Regions from separate parts of the Zea mays genome. Here region 1 is linked to region 2. A link is a contact called in public Hi-C data. All regions are on one chromosome and are shown on one strand. Each heading gives the region's core, a stretch centred on a gene start, on an enhancer-like site or on the middle of the called end of the contact. The rest is flanking DNA. Distances are from core to core; before and after follow the strand shown. Region 1 holds the start of LOC103641360 (transcription factor MYC2). Region 2 holds the start of LOC109942858 (G-type lectin S-receptor-like serine/threonine-protein kinase At2g19130).

Region 1 (6,522 bases), core at 2,841-5,340, 230 kb before region 2:
GCTCAAGCATTTATTGGATCAGTGGTTCGCCTATACAATATAAGAGAAACAAACCTGCAACATGATATGTCGATCTATATTACAATTCGCCTCGTCTACATCTAGTTGCATTAAGTGGCTAAGGCCAGCTAACACATTCGAAACAAAACTTGATGTTTTTTTAAAAAAAAAAATAGGATAGATTAGTTCTTAATTGAAATTGTCCATGTAGCCTGTACTCCTTTTTATTGAAGGTGATCTTTGATAGTTATGGAATAAGCCACTAGTTAAAAGAAATACATGGAGGCATGCATACCACAATCTCAAGCTGCTATATATGAGCCCATTCTAGTTCAAAGAGCTAAAACACCAAGTTTTAATTTGTAAAAGGAATTTTAAATCCTAAAACATCATGGGACAGAGGGAGTACTTGCTAGACACAAGAAATAAATATATACTATATGCCAACAATTCTGTATGCAATTGCATTTGCTACATATTTTACTGGAAACTGAAACATAGTACTACCTCCATCCCATAAAACGTATGTTAGTTCTTGGGTACAAAAAATAATGTCGCCAAAAAAACTTTATGTTTTAGCTATTGGCAACAAATTGGACTCATGCCAGCATGAGATTGTGATCTGCATACCATTTTTGCATTCCTTTTAATGAGGTTGTTGACTATAGCTTGGTCCACCTTCAACAGATAGAGGTGCATAGGTAATTTTGTTAATATGTCCTAAAAGTACTAAACCATCAAGGTGTGCGTAGCTTAAATTGAATTCGATGAATTGAAGTTCTTTAGATGGAGGGAGCAATATTTATATTAGCATGCACATACCAGTAACTCTTAACTAATTTAACAAACTAGTCAAGTACTCCCTCCATTCTATATTGTAAGACATTTTGTTTTTTCTAGATACATTGTTTTTATTATGTATATATATGTAGATCTAGTGTCTACTTAAGTGTATAACAGAAGTTACACATCTTATAATTTAACTAGTTTTTTTCTCTCTTTTTGTTCTGTGATGTGATCTGACATATATATAGGTGTATCTGATTAGTTACCATTGGCGGCCACACACCAAAATAAGTAATGCAAGTAATAACCCTTTTCTATCTTGTTATCACAAATAATTTTAGGGCTTGTTACTAGTTTTATTTACAAATATAAATGTATCACCAATGCAAGCATCGAAAATGGAAGAGATCGTCGATGTTCGCTGAACCCAATATTTCTATAGATGTAGATTTGTTTTTATGTACTTATTTTCAAATTTAACAAGAAAATATCATTCAGTTTTGTTTGGTGTGTGAACACATTATTGATATGCTTGATAAGTTGGTATACATGAAAGCACACGTACACGTACTTACCGGTATAGATTTTGAACAAGTGTGTGCTCATGATCATGACATTATCCTAGTGAAGTACACACCCAATATTCACCTCGTTTTGGTGTGCACATGTATTTGAATAAAATGTTAATTTATGCCACTAATTAAGCAATCAATCTATTAGTGATGTCGATATGAAATCTAGAACCGACATTGAGATTTCAATCATAATATGTGTTCTCTTTGTAAAAACAATCAGCTAACATTACCGGACTCGATTTCTTTGCCGAGTGTTTCAGACACTTGGCAAAAACTTTTTTGTAGTCGGCAAGGATTTCATAGCGTTATTTTCCGGTACTTAGCACTCGCACTCGGCAATGACTTGTTTTTCGGTAGTGTAGGGATTTCACATAATTAAAATTGTATAAGGTCATTCTCTATGCAGAGTTTCATATGGTTATTCTTAACATAGAATACAATAAAATATGGATGAAACGGTTAGTTTCGATGCAGTCTTATTATTTTGTTTCATGTGGACATATAATTTTGTGGCTTATTTTTGAGTTGGTATCCGAATCTAGAGAGACTCATCATCATGAAACTCCTATTTTGTATCTCTTGGCAATTCTATCGGAAGTGTTTGTGTTGTGGCAGTATATATATTAAAAGCAGAATAAAACTTTCACTGATATTGGCCTAAGAAGGAAGAATTGATATTATTATTTCGGGAACATGGCATGCTTTTCATTGAGAGTAGGAATGAACTGAACTTAACTATTTGGTTTGTACTACCAAACCGTCCTTACAACATAGACTATCAATATTAATGACGTGCGGATTATATGTTTTTAATATTGAAATGATCTCAACCAGCTATTTGTGTTTTGTCTTCTATTTTCCCACCATTTTAGGGCTTGTTCGGTTATTCCCAAAACACATGGATTGGATGAGATTGGAAAAAAATGAGAAGAGGTTTGACTTGTTTGGGTTTCAAACCCATCCAATCCCACTCAATCCACATGGATTGAGAGCTAACCGAACAAGCCCTTATAGATGTTCCTAACCAGCTAACTAAAACAACGCATTTTCAGGCATTTGGTACACCAAATCAGAAGTTTAGTATTTTTAGTACATCCTATTCCTATATGTTCAAATATAGAAAGCATGCAGAGATCAGAGAGTGGTGAATGCATTAATCTTCTAAAGTAAGGCTCAGTTTAGATCCTCGTGGTTAATTGTTTGTCCGTAGTTAACAATTAGTTGGTAAATAATTAGCTAGCAACCAGAGTATGTTTGGAGTCTTGACTAATATATTCTTTTTCTTTTATATGATGTATTAGTATCTATTAATAAGTTCAAATGGTCGATGGGCAAATAGTTTGCCAGCTCTCTGGCTAACAATTAGTCAGTCGGTTTAGAGGCAAAAGTGCTAAATTAATCTGAAAACTGTTTACCACAGAGATCAAACATGTCTGACAAAAAAAAAAGAAAAAGAAAACGGACTTGCCTCTGCCGTGATGGTTATGATGATAGTGCAAATCGAGAAGGGCATGACATTGGCATGGACGACGGTGAGCCCGAGGCCCTCGACCACGGCGAGCGCTGCCGCCGCCACCCCTTTGCCGCCCCCGCAATGGATCCTCACCATCGCGCTCCTCTCGGAGAAGCGTGCCTCGATCTCCGGAAGCGCCGGTGACCCCGACGACGACGATGCCGACGTCGGCGACCGGGAGCCGCCATTCTCGTCCGTCGTCGTCGGCGCTTTGGTCCTGCTGCTGCCGGCGGCGGCGGCGGCAGCCTCTTCCAGGGCCTTGAGCCGCTGCTGGAGCTCCTTCACGTACTTGGCTGCGTCGGAGAGGATCGTCGCCTTGTCCATCTGCCATGCCACGATCGAGCAGGTTATCGGGGATTTGATCGATGCAGCAGAGTGCAGAGAGAACAAGGGCAGGGGTTCAGTTCATATGGATCGGCTGGGACTGAGAAAGGACCTTCTTGAGTCCTGGGATGACGGTGGAGAGCTCGATCAAGCGATTGTTGATCTTCTCCCGGCGTTTGCGCTCCGCGACGATGTGTTCCGGCGTGCACGACGCGGCTCCCATGCCGCGTGTTGGGTGGTGGGCTCTTCTCGGCGGCGGTGGCGGCGACCGGCGGCGGTGGGCCAGCTCCGGCGGCACGCGGCGTATCGGGACGGCGCCTTCCTCCAGCACGCCGTCGCTGCGAGGCTGCGCCGCCGCCGAGCCGGTGACGAAGTTCCAGCTCACCCTCACCGTGGGCAGACTGGTGTTGGTTTTGCCGCTCGGGAACGAGTTGGGCGAGTGTGGCGGCCCGGAGCCGCCGTAGAAATCCGCGGCCTCCGCAGCCGCGGGGGCTGCAGGGTCAGTGGCCCCGCTGCTGCCGCCGTCGGTGACCTCGCCGCCAGAACCGCTCGTCGTCCAGCTGTTTGCCGCGTCGTCGGTTTCGACGGCGGCCATCAGCTCCCGCACCATCTCCGCCGCGTGGGAGGCGTCGCGGAGCCCTTGCAACGAGGGGAAGACGGCTACTGCCTCGCCGCAGCTGTCGTAGAGCGCCGCAGGCTCCTCCTCCTCCTGCAGCAGCGTGTCCATCGCCCATTCCATGAGCAGGCTTGTGTCCTCCATGTTGTTTGCTGCCTCCATTAACACAGCGCTCTCAAGTCTCAACCACCACAAAATATGGTAGAGCTGATCCAAATTCTTGCAATAATGCAACAGCAAATCGTACGTGGGGAGGCGTTCCCTTTTTATAAAGCATCTCCAACTTTAAAAATGTCCTATAATTTAAAAATAAGTATATTTTATAAAATTTATGGCACCAACAATACATACTAATTCATTAGTATGTTGGAGAAATAAACATTTTCAGTTTTAATTTAATCCAGAAAATCACAATAATGTATGTGACCACATGTATGTGTATATGTATCACTACTCACATAAGTAGTAAACAACAGTAAAATACGCACAAATCCAAAGAACATATTGTACTCTATGGAGGGACCGATGCTCAGTGGCTCCATTCACACGAGACATCTCGTGTGTATGTTCGATTTAGTCGTAAGCAGTCGACGCAGGCAGATGTATGCAGTGCAGTCCCACGAACGGTGCCGGCGACGAGAAACTTGATCAGTGTTGGTCGAGCGGACGAAGCGAGCAGTCGCGAGTACGCTCCCCAAAAACCTGATTGCCCGCACACATGTGCAAGTGTCTCTCTGCGGACGACGATTTCAGAGGCCTGCTTTCCCACACTATTTGTGCTCGCAAAAGATGGGACGGGAATTGGTTGTACGCAACGTGTCTAAGGAAGTTCGTATCCCTCCTCGTATATATACACGCGCAGAGGGAGGCCAACGGACAGTAATGAAAGGGAAATGTGCCCTTAAGCCATTTCTAGTATATTTTGGTGATTAAGTGCCCAACACATATTGAGTGAGTAATTATATGCTAAATGATGGATGAAGTGCAAATCTACAAGAAGGTATGGTTCTAGACTTAGTATATTGGTTTTTGTGTACTAATATATTTGTCTAAGTGCTAGAATCAGGAAAAGAAAAGGATTGGAAAAGAGTTGGCTATGTACAGCCAACTGCTACTCAGTCTGGGTGCACCGGACTGTCCGGTGGTGCACCGGATAGTGTCCGGTGCGCCAGGCTAGTTCTGATGAACTGGCCACTCTCGGGAATTCGTCGGCGGCGTACGGCTATAATTCACCGGACTGTCTGGTGGTGCACCGGACTGTCCGGTGAACCACGGCCGCCAGCGCAACGGTCGGCCGCGCGTGACGCGTGGCCCCAGCCAACGGTCGGCTGGGGGCACCGGACTGTCCGGTGTGCACCAGACAGTGTCCGGTGCGCCAACGACTACAATTCTGCAACGGTCGGCTGTGCCATTTTAAGAAGGAGATCCGCACCGGACAATGAACAGTGGATGTCCGGTGGTGCACCGGACTGTCCGGTGCGCCACCCGACAGAAGGCAAGAATTGCCTTCCAAGAATGCCTCCAACGGCTCCTAGCTGCCTTGAGGCTATAAAAGGGACCCCTAGGCGCATGGAGGAGTCACCCAAGCATTCATTGATCATTCCTAAGCACCAAGACTTCATTCTCGCGCATTCGATTCTTTGTGATAGTGACTTGAGCTCCATTTGAGTAGAGAACTCTTTGAGTTGTGTTGTGAGCTCAAGTTGTGGCTTGTGTGCGTGATTGTGCTCGTGCTTTGAGTCTTGTGTGTGTTGCTCTTCCCATCCTTACTTCCGTGCTTCTTTGTGATCATCAATTGTAAGGGCGAGAGGCTCCAAGTTGTGGAGATTTCTCGCAAACGGGAAAGAGTAAAAGAAAGAAAAACACCGTGGTATTCAAGTCGATCATTGGATCACTTGAGAGGGGTTGAGTGCAACCCTCGTCCATTAGGACGCCACAACGTGGAGTAGGCAAGTGTTATACTTGGCCGAGCCACGGGATAAATCACCGTGTCTCTTGTGCTTATTTTCTTTGTGACTATTGTGTTTCACAAGAGCTCGGTCCTTAGCCATTTGATTCCATTGTGCTATCACTTAACCAAGTTTTGTGGCTATAAGTTTTAAGTTTTTTACAGGATCACCTATTCACCCCCCCTCTAGGTGCTCTCAATTGGTATCAGAGCCGTTCTCTTCACGAAAGGGACTAATCGCCCGAAGAGATGGATCCTAAGGGAAAGGGGATGGTGGTCAACGATAAGGAGAAGGAATCCGTCCTCAACGAGCCAAGATACGATAAGCCCACTAACTCTGGCTCAAGTCACAAGAAGAAGGACGGGAAGAAGAAGAGGCGCATCAAGAAGATAGTCTACTACGACAGCGACGAGTCTTCCTCTTCCTAAAGAGACGACGACGACGAGAAAAAGAAAACGGTTAACTCAAACTTTTCTTTTGACTATTCTCGTATTCTGTCTAACTCCAATGCTCATTTACTTTCGATTCCACTTGGGAAACCTCCGCACTTTGATGGAGAAGACTACTCATTTTAGAGTCACAAAATGCGTAGTCACCTATTCTCTCTCCATCCAAGTATTTGGGAGATCATTGAAAACGGAATGCTTTTTGATAGTACTGACAATCCCGTTTTCATTAATGAGCAAATCCATAAAAATGCACAAGCTACCACTGTTTTGCTAGCATCCTTGTGCAGGGACGAGTACCACAAGGTGAGCG
Region 2 (6,429 bases), core at 1,560-4,059:
TGTGTTGAACTTTCGAGAACTTGTGTAAGAAACAATCAGTGATGAAGGTGTGTGATGATCCTGAGGAAATGAGAACCACCAACGGTAACTGCTGAATATTGCCATATAGACGCAAAGTAGTGGCAGACTCTGAAGCCCTCCAGGCAGACGCAAAGTATGCAGGAACTGAGTCTGTACACTCCTCCAGAGTCAGAGAATCCCATACTTCGTAAATGGCATGTAATTGGACTATACTGGCCCACTTGTGTTCAACAAACCACTTCTCTGCGTACAGGCACCTGATATAGGCACTTCGTGATATGGGCACTGACATATTCTGAACCAGGTAGAGCTCCACCACCATGCACATAGGCGTCGGAGCTGACTGACCATGCAGCACCACTGTTCTGCCCTGATATGGAATAGTCCACCCCTTTTGTGCCCAATACACTCTCATAGGGCTGCAAGCTTGCAACCCATCCATGCCGACCATCATGTCAGAACAAGGCAGGGGCAACAAGGACACATCCAAAAGGAAAACACACTTTTGAATTCGCCACTGCAGTTGTAACAATTCATGTGGACAATGCACCACTGTTCCATTAGCCACTCGGACTAACAATGAAAATGGTAGCAACTGTGAAGGTGGAAACAGATGCTTTAGTGAATCACTCAAGAAAGAATGTGAGCTGCCACTGTCCATGATGATGATCACTGGTTGGTGGTTGATATAACCTTGAAACTTCACAGTGTGGGCACATTCTAAACCACCCCAAGCTGCTTGTGACAGATGCATGAAGAGCTGCTCAGGCACTGTCGCCTGTCGGTTCATATGTTTTCTATGGTATTGAGTTGTACACTATTGGCACATTTGTGACCTGGGAACCACTTTTCAGCACAACAGTCGCCTAACCCCCGAGCACTGCGATAAATCTTCAGCGAAATCACACGAGCATAGTGTCCCCAAGCCGATGGAGAAATTGTCTTCTGAGAAATTGCCTTGTCCACTAGCAATAGTACTGACCTCACTGCAATCATTCTGTGTTTAACCAACATTGCATGGACGGACAAGCCAATCACACGTGCAACTAAACTCCCCAGATCAGCATCTTCAGAACAAAGACTGTGCTTAACCGTATGTGGGACAGCTCTCAGAAATGCTTCTAAATGTTCCATAGAAGAGAACATTGAACTCCCTTCACCTGCTGATTTGTTCATGGTACTGCAATCTGCTTCATCCATAGGTATGCCCAGATGACCGCAGTCTGCGACATCCGCTGGTGTGTCTATCTTTTGGCAATCTACGACATTACTCCAGGCAATGAAACAAGATTTCACCAAATGACCCTGACAATCCATCATCACCCCTGACAATCCCCTTAAGGCCTTGTTCGGTTATTCCCAATACACATGGATTGGATGGGATTGGAAAAAATGAAGAAGTTTGACTTGTTTGGGATTCAAACTCATCCAATCCCACTCAATCCACATGGATTGAGAGCTAACCGAACAAGCCCTAAATTGGAAGTATCTGCACAAAAGCCATGGTAATCTGAACAACTCAGGCAATAACCCCAATGCATTGTAAGAAACTCCTTAATTAGCATAAGTACCACGCCCACAACACATTGTGTTGCAGGCGTAACAATCTGGACCACAAAGCACTTCTGACCAAAAGATTTTCCTGGATCCCAAGACTTCAGAATATTACTTTCACAATTTTTGCATTGCTTGTCCAGAAAGCCCTTGGTGTAGTTGTCAGTTTCAACATTCAGTTCCAACATCTCGTTGCAAAGTGCTTCCTGATTGTGAATACCAGAGTTGATGAGGAGACATCGAGAGGTGTGGGATGTGGAGATACCCTCCCTCTGTACCGTGTTCCACCCTGGCACCGCGGCATCCATCAACACATCGCCTTCCAGCACTACGACCTGCACGAAGAGGCCACATGCTACATATCCGACCTCGGCAAGGGTCTGGGGCTCGTCGTGTAGACCCGAGACCATAAGCTAGGGCCCATCGTGCAGACCTGAGACTAGAAGCCTCCCGACGGTGGCGCCGAGATGTTCCCATGCCTGTGCATGGGTGGGTCTGATGCATTGTGCCCGAAGCTGGGCGCGCTCATCTCCACGGACGATGTCGTTGGCAATACAGCCAAACAGATCACATTCAAGGGCATGGCCTCCGCGATCATCAGCGCACGACCGTCCCACTGCCCATGATCTCCAGCGCGGACACTTTGCTGGCCTGAACGGAGCCGTTGCTGTGGCACAAGATGTCGACGAACTCAGCGATGGGGATGTCCGGCTACTTGTCGAAAATAGGCTCTCCATCGAAGCTTGGGTTGGGCATTTGGTCGAACGCCTTGAGCCGCGGAGTGAACGGAGGAGACGTTGGTGTAGGGGAAACCCATCGTCGAACACTTGGTGCACGAGTTACTGGTGGTGGTATAGTCGTCAAAAAATGCTGGCACCGAAGCCATCTTGTGGTACTCCAGTAGCGCGAGCACCTTGTCGATCTCGTCGCGGGATGGCTTGTCCACCTTAGCATGCGTCTGGGGGGGTCACGGGGTTGAGGAAGGGGCCGGCACCAAGCAGGTCGTCGTCGTATGCTGGGGCCGCCGAAGAGCCGAAGACCTCATCGTCGTACTCGTACCGTGGCGCGGTGGCAGAGGAAGTGATGGTGGCAGAGGAGGATGCAGGGCCTTGCTCGCCACCACCGCCCGCCAGCGCACCGATCAAGTGGAGCTCCATATGCGCCATCGCGTCGAGAATCTACGTCACCGCTTCCATGCCAGCGACAGCAGTGGAGCGTGGCCGACTACCCGGAATGGGAGGAAGGGTGTCCAGAGTTGAACCACCTATAGTACCAACTGTTAACATTATAGATGCTTCTAGAGAGATAGCAGGAAGAGATAGTAGAGAAGAAGCTTGGGGAAAGAAGACGAGGACAGGAGAGCACAGAGGAAGGCGATAATTTGTTTGTATTCTGATTTTTTGATACCCAGTTCGTATAGACTCCAGACTCAAATACCCTTCACGGTGTAGCCAACAGCCAACACAAGACTACTTGTTTACACAGCCCACGCCTCAGCCTTGGTGCGCGCTTTCCCCTTTCGGGCTTGTTCGGTTCTACCCCAATCCATATGGATTGAGGGGGATTGAGAGGGTTTCAATCCCTAATAAGTCAAAATCTCCTCCAATCCATATCAATCCCCTCCAATCCATATGGATTGAAAATAACCGAACAAGCCCTTCCTGAAGTCTGCTGCTGCTGCTCCTTGGCTCCTTGCTGGACATCACCGTCTCTTCCCTGGCATGTTGCTGACAATATGGTTCAACAAGATCCCAGTCCTCACCACCGTTTGGGTTGCTAACAGGCCGGGAGAGGCCTCTCACTGACACTGAGCTCAAGCTAGCACAGCTCAAAATCTTGGGACACATGGCAACCTCGCCATCGTCTTAACCCACGGCGCTGGTACTGCTGAGTCCATCTTCTGGTCCATTACCGGCGACGCTGCTGCTACGGCTGTTGCCAACAGCACAAGCAACGCCAGTGCCCTTCCTCTGAGCACCGGGAACCTTGTCCTCGTATCTGACCCAGCAGCAGTAGCATCGCCGCTGTGGCAGAGCTTCGACTACCCAACGGACGTCGGCCTTCCCGGTGCCAAGGTAGGATGGGACAAGGCGACAGGGTTCAGCCGGCAGTTCGTCTCGAAGAAGAGCCTGGTCGATCCAGGTCGGGGCGTGTACTCCATCGCGATCGACGCCGACGGGGTGTTGGTGGTCAGAAGCCGCAGGCACCCCTTCGTGGTGTACTGGACATGGTCGTTTGGGAAACTAGAGGAGCTCGTGTCGGCGCTGACCGCGCTGCTAGAGATGGACCCACGGACGCGGGGGAAGCCCACGTTCGTGGACAACGACCAGGAGGTGTCCTTCACGTACACCTTGCTGGACGAGTCTGCTAGTGAAAACTTTATCGACGATACGACATATAATAAACCCGATTTTTCTTGTTATCAGTGAGCTCCGGTATTTTTTTCTTTATCAGCCAAAATTTTCAAATTTTTTGAATTGGTATTGTCAAATGTTTAAATTAGAAGTCAGTTGGTCTGTATGTTTTCTTAGACTCTTCTAGTACACTAAAAACCCTTATTTTTTCTCAATACTTAATTGGTTGGTATGTGTCTAAATATAATCTACATAATATTTAAACAAACTGAGTTATTTTTCAAATTTGTAAAAAAAATTGTCTATCACCGATAAAATTCCGATAAAATCTTATAATCCTATTTATGATATTTTTTTCCCTATCGATAAAACAAGGGTTTTTTATATCTCACCTCTTAGTTGGGACCCTCCCCTCATTCCTACCCCTAATTTTACCTCGTCCTCATTTTTCCCCTCGCCGAAACGAACTAAGAGCATCTCCAAAAGAATCTTCATTTTTGACTCTCTATTTAACTCTCTATTTACCTTTTCATAAAGATTATACTTTATATGTAGCATCTTCGTTTCAACAGATTATCTATCTAGTTTGACTAGTCAGGTGGCTAGCCAAATTTGGCTAGTGAGGGAGCCAATTTGGAGAGTCGGATAGCTTGGCGAGTCAGATAGCTAGTCTGTTGGAGAGTTATTTTGTTGTTGAATAGCTAAAATTTGGCTTGCTGAGCCATTTAGCTAGTCTCTTGGAGATGCTCTAACATGGTAGCTGTCCTTCCACGCCGTTTCCGTCAATGTTCACTTCCTTACACGTGGGACCACCAATATTTCCAATTGTTCCCCATTCTTGCATCCTTCGTCGAACCCCAGCAATTTCGATAGAACTGCTCGAGCCCTCCTCCCTGTTGCCGCCAGACGCGGCGCTCCGCGCGTGCATACAGTCGCCAGCCACCCCGCGCCGTGTGTCCTTGCGGCATCCGTCGGGCTCTGCGTCCTTGCGTTCTTCTGGCCCCCACCCGCGTCCTCCTGCATCCTCCGAGCGGCGGGCGCTGCCCAGGTCGACGACCACCCATGCCGGCGTCCCCGTGTATCCGTCGGGCACTGTGGCGATGTGCTCCTCCAACCCGGCTCTTTGTCCCTGCGTTCTTCCAGCCCCCGCTCGCGTCCTCCTACATCCTCCGAGCGGCGGGCGCTGCCTAGGTCGACGACAGCCCCGCGCCGGTGTCCCGTGCATCTGTCGGGCACTGCGGCGATGTGCTCCTCTGGCCCAGCGCTGCGTCCCTACGTTCTTCCAACCGCGTCCTCTGCATCCTCCGAGCGGCGGGCGCTGCCCATGTCGACGACTGCCCCTCACTGGCGTCCTCGTGCATCTATTGTGCACTGCGGTGATGTGGTCCTCTGGATCAGACGACATCCTCTAAATCCTCTAGGCGGTGGGCGTCGCACCCATCGATTTCGCTTGCTCTAGGTGGACTCGTCGATAGGCAACCGAGGATGACACTATCGGCGACCTCAAGAAGCTGGTGGTAGCGCTGACGGAAACAGGGCCAAAAAGATCCCCATCCAGGAGCTCCCCTGCATCGGCACACCTCCTATTGTCTGCTGGTAATTCCACTTCGTCCTATTTCCTTCTATTCATATAGTTTGAGTCTTTGACAATATATGTCAGGACCTTGATTGGGAAATCATAAAGTACTTCTGAACACTATTGCCACTCCCTGCATAAATGCAACTACACATGCGAGGCTAGAAAAAAGTAAAATACGTGTGGAGCATCCGAGCATGTAACTTTATACATGTATATGGTAACGATGGTACCACTTGTACTGATAAATGAGTCAAACTTTTCTAATCTACAGAATAATTATGAGGAATATTTGAAGTTGGATACAAGAGTTGAGTTCCTGCATACAACTCAGATGTGTAATTTTAGTAGAATGTATTCGTTAATTGTGCTTACTATTATTGATTGCAGATCAGAGCTACGGCCTCCCTCGACCTCCCTGAATTTCTCTGTGATGAACTATGGTTGCAAGCATTAAATTTGTAGATGTATGATCGACCGAATAGATGTATTCTCTATTATATGCCTTGTGATGTTGATCTAGATGAATGGCAACTTGTGTATTCATTTGTAGGTGTATGATGGACGAAAGTTGTCTTGGCCTTGTGATGTTGTAGTACAAAGCAGTGTTCTTGGCATGGGCAATTGTAATAGTTTTTTTGATATAAAAAGATCATGAGGTTATACAAAAGTGTGGATATAGGTGCTTCACAAATGGACACATCTCTCACTAAGTCCCCGTAACTTTCAACTATAACATCAATGTTTGAGCTATCTTTCTTACATTTCCTTATTTTTTGGCTCAAAAGTGTACAATTAGTCACCATACTGTTACAAACTCACTTCATGTGAAGATGCCCCTTATTTGTATCATTTACTAATTTATATGGTTTAAATGCCTTTCCAAGCCAGAAAAACAAAATAAATACCAAACATGTTCAAAAA

The links. Hi-C and Micro-C count contacts between places; a contact is called where the count stands out from the background.
Region 1: a contact with region 2 is called in a Hi-C map of ear, with 2.7 times the contacts expected there. The contact joins the promoter of LOC103641360 here to the promoter of LOC109942858 in region 2. A contact is called at or near these places in 2 of 25 Hi-C or Micro-C datasets (ear and leaf).

Annotation. Positions count from the first base shown.
Region 1 is chr10:89,206,907-89,213,428 of Zm-B73-REFERENCE-NAM-5.0, reverse strand. It overlaps LOC103641360 (transcription factor MYC2), which reads right to left and starts at 4,090. Exons shown (of 3, transcript XM_020546050.2): 1 at 3,311-4,090; 2 at 2,830-3,198. The coding sequence starts at 3,976.
Region 2 is chr10:88,979,807-88,986,235 of Zm-B73-REFERENCE-NAM-5.0, reverse strand. It overlaps LOC109942858 (G-type lectin S-receptor-like serine/threonine-protein kinase At2g19130), which reads left to right and starts at 2,809. Exons shown (of 2, transcript XM_035963256.1): 1 at 2,809-2,948; 2 at 3,398-4,004. The coding sequence starts at 2,809. The coding sequence ends at 4,004. It also overlaps the pseudogene LOC100217239 and the pseudogene LOC100275014.